2 separate regions of the Mus musculus genome follow, and region 1 is linked to region 2. A link is a contact called in public Hi-C data. All regions are on one chromosome and are shown on one strand. Each heading gives the region's core, a stretch centred on a gene start, on an enhancer-like site or on the middle of the called end of the contact. The rest is flanking DNA. Distances are from core to core; before and after follow the strand shown. Region 1 holds the start of 4930404K13Rik (a long non-coding RNA gene). Region 2 holds the start of 1700006F04Rik (RIKEN cDNA 1700006F04 gene).

What was found. A called contact is a pair of places that touch in the nucleus more often than the background predicts.
Region 1: a Hi-C map of cortical neurons shows a contact between it and region 2, with 1.9 times the contacts expected there. The contact joins the promoter of 4930404K13Rik here to the promoter of 1700006F04Rik in region 2. A contact is called at or near these places in 2 of 484 Hi-C or Micro-C datasets (cortical neurons and nephron progenitors).

The regions. Positions count from the first base shown.
Region 1 is chr14:119,795,966-119,800,661 of GRCm38.p6, forward strand. It overlaps 4930404K13Rik (a long non-coding RNA gene), which reads left to right and starts at 2,475. Exons shown (of 2, transcript XR_383778.4): 1 at 2,475-3,380. The region is part of intron 1 of Hs6st3 (heparan sulfate 6-O-sulfotransferase 3); the gene reads left to right. Gm41249 (a long non-coding RNA gene) reads right to left here and starts at 3,018. Exons shown (of 3, transcript XR_003951102.1): 1 at 2,959-3,018; 2 at 1,323-1,494; 3 at 68-530.
Region 2 is chr14:119,746,516-119,751,521 of GRCm38.p6, forward strand. It overlaps 1700006F04Rik (RIKEN cDNA 1700006F04 gene), which reads left to right and starts at 2,712. Exons shown (of 3, transcript NR_045621.1): 1 at 2,712-2,769; 2 at 3,597-3,703; 3 at 4,776-5,006. The region is part of intron 1 of Hs6st3 (heparan sulfate 6-O-sulfotransferase 3); the gene reads left to right.

The DNA of each region.
Region 1 (4,696 bases), core at 1,225-3,724, 49 kb after region 2:
CCCTTCTCTCTGAAGGCGTGGTTATCCTTCAGCCTCAAGCATTCCTGCTGAGATGGCTGATATTGACTCTTTGTAAGCTATGTAATTTAATTTCATTCTAGAAACATCCAGGCTTTCACTGACCACATGACATACTGAAATATCTTTTATCAAAGGGCGTGTCTGTATCCAGATACTCCATAAGCAGCCGTGTTGTTATGACTTTGATGGTTTCATTTTCTCCTCAATCTATTTGCATTGTTGTTCTATATTTCCATTTAGCTCTCCAGAGAGTCCTCAGGTAAGGCAGCCTTGTCTTCTCTGAGTCAGGGAGACAGGCAGGTAAAAGTTCTCTCCTGGATAACTGACTTGTTTGTATCCCAGTGCCATTTTCTGCATGCACTTTGTTCCATCTTCATTTTAACTCGGGATAAATACAGTCATCTCTGCACCCACCTTCCAGGAACAGCATCAGTGTATCACTCCTTAGAAGAAAGGGATGAAGTTGTTCTGCATCCACCTTCCAGGAACAGATTCAGTGTATCACCCTCCTTAGAAGAAAGGGATGAAGTTGAAGGCCTATTGGTGATGTCACCATTCTTATATTAGAGTTTCCCAGAGACAGTCCCTCACAAAAATGTGATGTAACTCTTGTCTGCATGTTCACCTTTTAGTTCAAATGTTGCCACAAAAAAAAAAAAAAAAAGTATACACTTATTGTTTGGAGAATTGCCAGTTATGTAAATGTTACATTGTATATTGAAAGCACAAAATTTTCAAATGCTTGATTTTGTTTTCATTCAATCCCATGTCTTGGTATGCTAATGCATATACAGATGTACACACACACACACACACACACCGCACACCACACCACACCACACCCACCCCACCCCACACCCACACACACATACAACTTTTGTTTTCTGGCATATTTTTGTGGCCACAGGATAAAAGAGATGTAGGCAGTTTTTTTCTGCCTTCTTCTAGAACTCTGAATCCAGTGAACCTTTCAAACTAAGACAGATCAGCACGTAAAGGTGCTCCCATTACACCGAGTGACCCAAGGACCGCACTTTGATTTTATTCCCCACATGATGGAAGGAGAAAACCAACTCTTCCGGTTTTCTTCTGACACACTCATGAGTGTTATAGCACTTTCGTCTATCCACCTGCACACATACATACACACCCACCCCACAGATACACCCACATAAGTGAGTGTGAGGTTTAAAGACCAAGAAACCCAGAAACTAGTAAGCACACCATGGTGTGTTTATGAAGGAGACTAACAGTTATGCTGCTGACAATTGCAATCTCCAGGCATTTGAATGAGTACTAACCCCTTGAGGTGCTCTGTCCACCGAGAGTGTCAGGACGCGACCCTGAACCTTCCCCTTGCCCGTGCTCAGAGCAGAAGGAGGCGTGACGGATGAACTGTGCTGTTCTCTGTAGGCCGGTTCTGTGTCAACTCCAGCTGGAGATTTATCCTCTGTTCTTCTCTGTCCTTGCACCCTGTGGATAAAATTAACAAAAGATTATTCATGGGCTCAATGGCCTTATTCGAGACTGTTTCTTTTTGGCAGTACAAGGTATATTTATTTGAAGTCCAACCTGTTCTTTAACCACTCAAGTCACTGACTCTAAATAATTAGCAGTTACTAAATTTACCCTGTGAGAATTGAGCTCCTAGGGAGGCTTTCAAGCCTGACAGCTCCTCCCCACACTTCCTGACTCCCTCCACTGTCCTTCTCCTGTCTCCCTTCCCCAGTCCCTTCCTCTTCTCCTGTCTTCTCTCTAGTTCTCTTCCTTGTTTTTCAAGAAATAGAAACTTGAACCAACATTGTGTCCCAGTGTCATCCTTATTCCAGGAATAACTCAGTAAGAGAACCGAGGAAAGGGACCCCAGTGTATGGAATGGTGCAGAGTGCCCTCCTGGGACTTTTGCAGATGAGGTCTGAGCAGAGCCGGGGGGTATGGAAAAGCAACTCTGAGGTGGAAAAATTACAAACTGAAAAGATTCCAAACCAGATAGTTCTCTAAAACTGATTTCAGACGTCTGCTTTCATATAAACACAAGGAAATGGGAGCCACCATTTTAGAGCTGACGCTGACGGCCCCACTGAGAACTCCACGACTTGGCAAAGATTTTAAAGCTTCTTTGTTTCAGTTTGGTCACAGATGCATTAGTGCTAAAAGTAGCTACATTGTATTGTTGTTGTTGATTAAATGAGTTAATGTTTGTAATACATTTAGTACAGTGCTGGAATCTCACAGCTCTTTGTAAGCTTTCCTAACTATAAGGAGTGTGTCTGTCTGTGTGTGTGTGTGTGTATGTGTGTGTGTGTGTGTGTGTGTGTGTGTGTGTGTGTGTATACACACACACATCATATATATATCATCATATATATATATATATATATATATATATATATATATATATAGCATCATATATATATATATGAGAGAGAGATAAATTTGGGCAAGAAAGTAAACTGCAAGGCACAATATTCCAGTATGGATTTCAAACATAATTATTCTCAAGTAACTGTGAGGTTACAAAAAAAATTAGATTTAAAAGTGGTGTGATAATTATCCCTAAATATCAAAGGGAGATGGCTCTGTATGCTTATGGTGGAGGCATAATATGATTGTCTGAATTTGTGTGTTAAGACCCGCCCACTATGGATGGCAGCACTTCCTGGCTGGAATCCTTGATTATATAAAGAAGGGATCTGAGCAGCAGTGTGTATTTGGCACTTAGCTCCTGAGTCAAGGGATGTGACAAGCTATATTGAGCTCCTGCTTGCACAACACTCCCTTCATGGACTATACTCCCAAAGTGAAATCCAGAATCGAGCTTTGGGTGGCTCTTGACGAAGTATTTCATTATAGTAACAGGAAGGAGACTAAGACAAACGGTATAAGGAACAAAACTGGAGAAATGCAAAACGCAGACTGTGTGACTGCCATACTAACAGAACCATGCGCGTGCCCTTTGACGACGACGACGAGCACTTTGTAGTAGTCTTAATTTAACGTTTCCTCCTTCACTGCTCCGGAGTCTAAGCGCTTCCTCACACAGAGCTTCCCATGAACCACTTCAAAGCCTGTTCTACGGAAAACGGGAATAACACTAATTTTAGCTCCAATTGTTATACTTCCAAAGAGGCCTTTACAAAGGGTTGAGTTGGACTGGTTTTAAAAAAAATCTATAACAGAAAATAGACTGGTTCGAAAGTGATTGGTCTTAGGAAGAGGAGAGCTCAGCTCAGCATGGCCCGATGGAGAAGGGAAGAGGAACTAGCGATGATTATATCTATGCTTTCATCGGAGGCTCCCAAAGCACCTGAAACCAACTCTCATTACCGTTGCCTTAAATAGATGAAGCCGTCGAGATAGTGAGTTAAGCGCGCTTCCCAAGGTCACACTCTTGCTTGCTAACATAGCGATAAAAATCCAATATCCCTGATAAGTGCCCGCTGCCCTCTCATCCCCTCGCATCGATTGGGTGTGTGGTGCACAAAGCAGATGGATAGGGAGATCTCGGAAGTACTTCTAGCCCCCACCCCATCCCCGCCATCTTGCTCAGCGCCCCTCCCCCATTCATCCCGGATTGCTCTGGACAAGCTTTCCATCATCGGCTGGCTTCTGTTCCTGCAGAATTCTTGCTACTTGAGAGGTCAGAACGACAAGTCTATTTCTTGTCTGCTCTTTTACTCTACTTTGGCTCTATCTCCCACTTCCAGCTCGCATGGAAGGAATCAGGTCCCGGCCTCGCATGGAAGGAATCGGGTCCCGGCTTCTGGGTTTTGCTAGATCTTTGCTTCATTGATTACTTCTCTGTGAATGCCTGACCTGTTTGTGGATGCTTGCAGAAGTCTCTGAAATTTTCAGTACTGCAAAGCGACTTTTTCTTCAATCTGTCTCTAGTGTCTATTCCACTGGCCACGTCCTTAAGAAGAAAAGCAGATAAATAAAGAGATCTTGTGCCATTCAGCAGGGTGATCATTAGCAATATAGGAGTCCAGTTCATTGAAACCAAATGTCATAAAATTTAAGAATTCAGTCCCTACGTGGCACTGGCCATATTGCAAACGTTTGACCACTCAGAGCTCTCAGCCTTGTCCTATGCCTCTCTAGAGTGAGGGTCTGGATTCTTAAGCACGAATCTCTAGCACACATCCTCTCTCATTCCCAAGGCCTTCCCTGGGCTTTCGACCCTGACCTCAGGTTCACTCCTGAGAGCTTCTCCTGACAGAAGAGCCTTGTGCTTCCCACTGCTGTGCCTCTTATGCTCACCCAACTGCTGGAACCAAACACATGACAGAGAATATGGTAATGTATTCAACAAAAGCTTTGTGTACTAAATATAGACTCAGAGCCTTAAGGAGCAATTTTTCCCTTTCATGAGCATTGGCAGGTGTTTTACTATGAAATGGGTTTCAGAAAATGGCGAGGACATGTCCTATTTTAAAATGAGAGATCATTTGATGGGTACCAATGGTGTTGTAAGGAATGCGCTGCTGTTCGTGAAATCTGAGCAGCTCTGGACTCTTCCTTAATCATAGGATGCAAACTCTTCCACATTTTTGCATATAATCTTTGAGCAGACACTTGGGAGGGAAGATGTGTTAGTCAATCAGAACCACAGCTTGGTTTCTGATTCATTCTTGTTTTATTTTTCACCCCTAACAGTGTAAAAAAAAAAGTGAGA
Region 2 (5,006 bases), core at 1,462-3,961:
CTCTGGGGAGCCAAGCATGAATTAGCTATGCACACTTTTCTTCTTCAGGTGTATTTTTCTCTTTCTAGGCTAAAAAGAATATTGGGGTCTGGGACTGTGATTAGTTGAAAGAATGCTTGCCAGTGAGGATCAGGATGAAGCCCTGAGTTCGGTTCCCAATCATCATCACCTATAATCCTAGCAGCTGAGCAGTAGAGGCAGGCAGATCAGGGATTTGAGGTTTTCTTCAGCAGTTAGCAACTCCGAGACCCTCTCTAAAACCATGGACTAAAGCAGCAGCTCAGCCATTAAGTGTTTGCTATACAACTCCGAGGACTTGTGTTTAACCTACTGGATGAATATGAAAACGGCCAAATGTGGTGTCTTGTTCTTATAATCCCAGGAATGGGGAGGTAAAGACAGACAGACAGACAGATCCTAGGGCAAAATAAGAAGCTTTGGCTTCAAAACAATGTGCATGCTCACACCGTCAGTGGATGCTGCACACACACACACACACACACACACACACACACACACACACACCAACATACATGAACATACAGAAACACAAAAACCTGAAAAAATGCTTTTAATTAAGAAAACCAGATAAGCAGCACTTGGGAAGCAGAGGCAGGCAGATTTCAGAGTTCTAGGCCAGCCTGGTCTACAAAGTGAGTTCCAGGACAGCCAGGGCTATACAGAGAAACCCTGTCTCAAAAAAATCAAAAAGAAAAAAGAAAAGGAAAAGAAAAAAGAAAACCAGATAAAATATGGCAGAATTCAGGCAGTAGAGATGGCTCAGCAGTTAAAAGCACTGGCTACTTCTCCAGAGGACCCAAAATAGCTATACACTAACAAACTAAAACTGAAAATGTTGTTTTAAAAATATGGCAAAGTTCTTAATTGGAAACATCAGCGTGTATTTCAAAACCTTATAAAATTATCTCGATTTTAAAAGAAAGTTTTTCTATTGCTTCTGTCTCCTAGAAGCAGCCACTGTGAATCACCGTGGGCTACTTCTGCTGCAAGCAGCTACCTGCCATATGGCTACTGAGGGTGAACATCCTGCTGATGGAATCATTATCTATTCCTCACAATGAACGTTGAGAGTTGTGTTCACTCTTACCTCTTCTGGCTGCCCTCAGCAATTTTTAAGCGGATCATTACATAGAGTACTTCTTTAGCTTCTTCTTTGATTTATATTGTGTTTTCAGAAACACTTGTGGTGAAATCTTAAAACTTTCAATTTATCAATTATAGATGGGATTCCTTGTTCCTTTCCTTTCTAATCTGGGACATCTTACTGTTTTCATTCCTTATCATTCCTGGGCTCTCTGCACTTTTGTATTCAAACTGATAAAATGTGCATCCTGTTTCTTAATAATAATGAAATTTGTGCTTCATCACTGGGTGAATGTAAAAGATCAAATTCAACAAGGCCAATTTATATCATTATGATTATTTGATGTTCTCTTTCTCAAACTATTTTTTTCCTAAAATTTTTAATTCTTTCTTCCCTTCTTTTTTTTTTTTTTTTTTTTTTGAACCAATGAACTTTACTGGAGCTACTTATGGGAATATGGGGAAGGGGTTGATTACTAGAGCCAAAAGGACTCAAAGATATTTGCCATCATGAAGCTTCAAACCAGAGTGAGATATAGACCATGAAATCTGGACACCAGAAGCACACTGCACATCTGTAAGTGCATCTACAAGTTAAAGGCCACCCTCTCTCAGTGGTTCAGTTTGTCAAGGCCTCTTCTAAGTAACGTGAGTGATCCCATTTTCCTCCTGGGAGTTATGCAGAGTCAGTTGTGTCTTGAACTACACAAATAATTAATTTACTCACATTTTTCAAATTTCCTCTTATATGAAACATTCTACAGATAGTAAGAAATGGTGGGCTAATAACTTTTAAGTACAGGTTTGCATGAACAGATAAATAAAGTTGTCCCATAGCAATCTAAGTTACAAGAGAAAGAAACCCTGGGAAGCTAAATGAAGGAAATTACCTTCCACTTCTAGCAATGAGCAAGATCAAGCAATAAGCTCAACCCAGACTCGCCATTAGGTGGTCATTCTGTGACATGTCACCAAGTCCATAATTTTAACTGGAGAAAAATTCTAATTGCAATATCTCTCTATATCTATTCTACTCATATCTATATCTATATAATCTATTATCTATTAACCATCCATCACCTATTATCTATCTATCTATCTATCTATCTATCTATCTATCTATCTATCTATCTATCATTATCATCTATCTATCTCTCCATCTACAATCTAAATTAACAACTATCTCTGACTATTTTATTCTATTGTTGTTCCAAGAAGGATACATTGGTTTTATATATTTTAAACTAGGCATAAAGTTTATTTTTCAAAACCTACTTTAATAAGGGTTCTTAAATGCTGCAACCTCGCTTATAGCTCACAAACAAAAGGTAGGTGAGGAAAATGACTAATAGTACTAGGGGGAACATAGATCTGTTTAGAAGTAATTTCTTGAGGCAACTCCAATCTTCGTTGTCTGCAGTCCAGTCCACTAGCAAAACACCAAACATGAACCAGCAGCAGAGGCTTGATCCAGAATAACTGCAATGCTCTACCAATCAGCTCAGAGTTCACAAGATGTGCTCACAATGCCACCAGAAGTTCTTTGGTGTGCTTCTCTCTGTGAAGTCATGACAAGCAAAGATCAAGGAAGACAGCAAGGCAAACTAAGGCCAGAACGTTGTCAGCAAGGAGGAGTGTCAGCGAAGCCCCGTGAAAATCAGCAAGGTGAGCCAATGTCAGAACATCATCCACTGTCTGTTGGATACTCTTTCCAAACATCACATGTCCTCTCAAACATCCACTTCAACAAAACATCACATGCCCTTTCACCCAACAGCTTCCAGAAAAGCATCATGTGTCTGTTCTCAGCAAAACATCCTCTGAAGTGTCTGCTTAAGCAAAATATCCTCCCATTAAGACAGTTTCCAGAAAAAAAAATCACATGACACAACCCAGTCCCCAGGGAAACCAGACCCACAGGTCCAGTCTGGAGCAGGATACCTGTGGTATCCTTCTTCCAATAGGCAAGATGACAACCTGGTCTCATAGTGAATAAACTGTCATGAAATATGGGGATTGGATAAAAAGTTATGCATAAAAAGCAGAACAACTAATCACGGGGTGTCTGAGACCATCCAGAAATAGTTTGTGAGCAGTGTATACCACTCCAATTAACCCATAAATCTGAAAGAGATGGTGTTAAAAAGGAGACACAATGATGGTTTTATAGCTCAGGGCCTTGGTGGCTCATATGATTCTGCTACCCACTTGTATGAAGTAAATCGTGTACATAGGTAGCCAAATGTGTAGCACAATGGGTCCTCTGTAATGGATGGATTGCTCTCTCAGAGGGAGCAATTTCTGGAGAGAATAAATAGTTGTCTGAAGTGGGTATGAAGAACTGCATTTCTCAAGTGGTCTCTAGGTAGATTTCTTTCTGATGCACTTTAAATTTATGCCATACACTGCACACTCACAGAGACAGTGGTGCTTAATCCTTACATGGCAGCACACATACATATGTGTCCTTATTCCTGCATGCCTTGGAGCAGAGAACAAGATGAGGAGATGCTGCTACACGGAGGGCTGTATCGTAACCAATAAGGACCGAGCAAGGAACCTTCCGTGGTTGATTTCTTTTCTCTCCAAGTGCCATGAGGTGAGACCCATTGACTTCATCACACAAAGAAATTGGCATTACAAAATGTTACCAAACTTTCCTGGTGACGATCTGGAAGTAAAGGCTTATGTGTATCCCTAAGAATTCACATGGGAGGATAATGTGGAACCCCACAAAAGCACTTATCACTCTCACATATTTGTGGGCAAAGTGCGCTTCATTTCATTTGTATGTACCATGTAAATATATAAAGTTTAAGAAAATGCTCAGAGATGTGCCATTCTAAATATTAACCCATGGAAGATCATCATGCTAGACTCTCCTTGCACCTCAATAGAAAACAGTAAATACAGAAGTGGATGCTCACAGCCATCCATTGGACAGAGCACAGGGTTCTCAGTGCAAGAGCTAGAAAGGACCCAAGGAGCTGAAGGGGTTTACAGTCCCATAGGAGGAACAACAATATGAACTAACCGGTACCCCCAGAGCTCCCTGGGACTAAATCACCAACCAAAGAAAACACATGCTGGGACTCATGGTTCTAGCTGCATATGTAGCAGAGGATGGTGACCTAGTCGGTTATCAATGGGAGGAGAGGCCCTTGGTCCTGTGAAGACTCTATGCCCCAGTATAGGGGAATGCCTGGGCCAGGAAGCAGGAGAGGGTGGGTTGGTGAGAAGGTGGAGGGAGGAAGGGATAGGGGTTTTCGGAGGGGAAACCAGGAAATGGGATAACATTTGAAATGTAAATAAAGAAAATATCTAATAAAATAAAAAAGAAAACAGTAAGGAGCAACCTACTACTCACTAGACTCTTGTCTCAGGCTCCTGACACTCTTGGGGCTTCAATCTCCTGCCTTCCATTCACACAGCTCATAATCTGCAGCCTTGGCTACTGCCAAAACGCCACAGACTAGACCATCATCCCAGCTACACACTAAAGCATTACCACAATGATTACTACCTAATTTATCAACTTATTTAATGTTTATCACCCTCATCATATTTAATGCCATGAGTGTAGCTAGCTGTTTCTAAAACCTTATCTCTTGGGGTGACCTATTAAGTCTATAAGAAAATGCCAGGCCAAATCATTTGTATGCATCCCACAGATCAACGTTCTCCTGACATGGCAGCTTTTTAATCAAAGTGGATCCTGAGACTGCAAGACATGCCAACATGCTGGTAAAGAACTATTAGGAACTGTGACTCCCTTCCAGTGACAGTCAAGACATTTTTTTTTTCCTATATGATAGGGCCAGTGGGGGAAAAGGTCAAAAAATAATTGGATGCTGGATTTCTGTAACTACCAATTTCAATTTGGACAGTTTGTCAAAACAGCT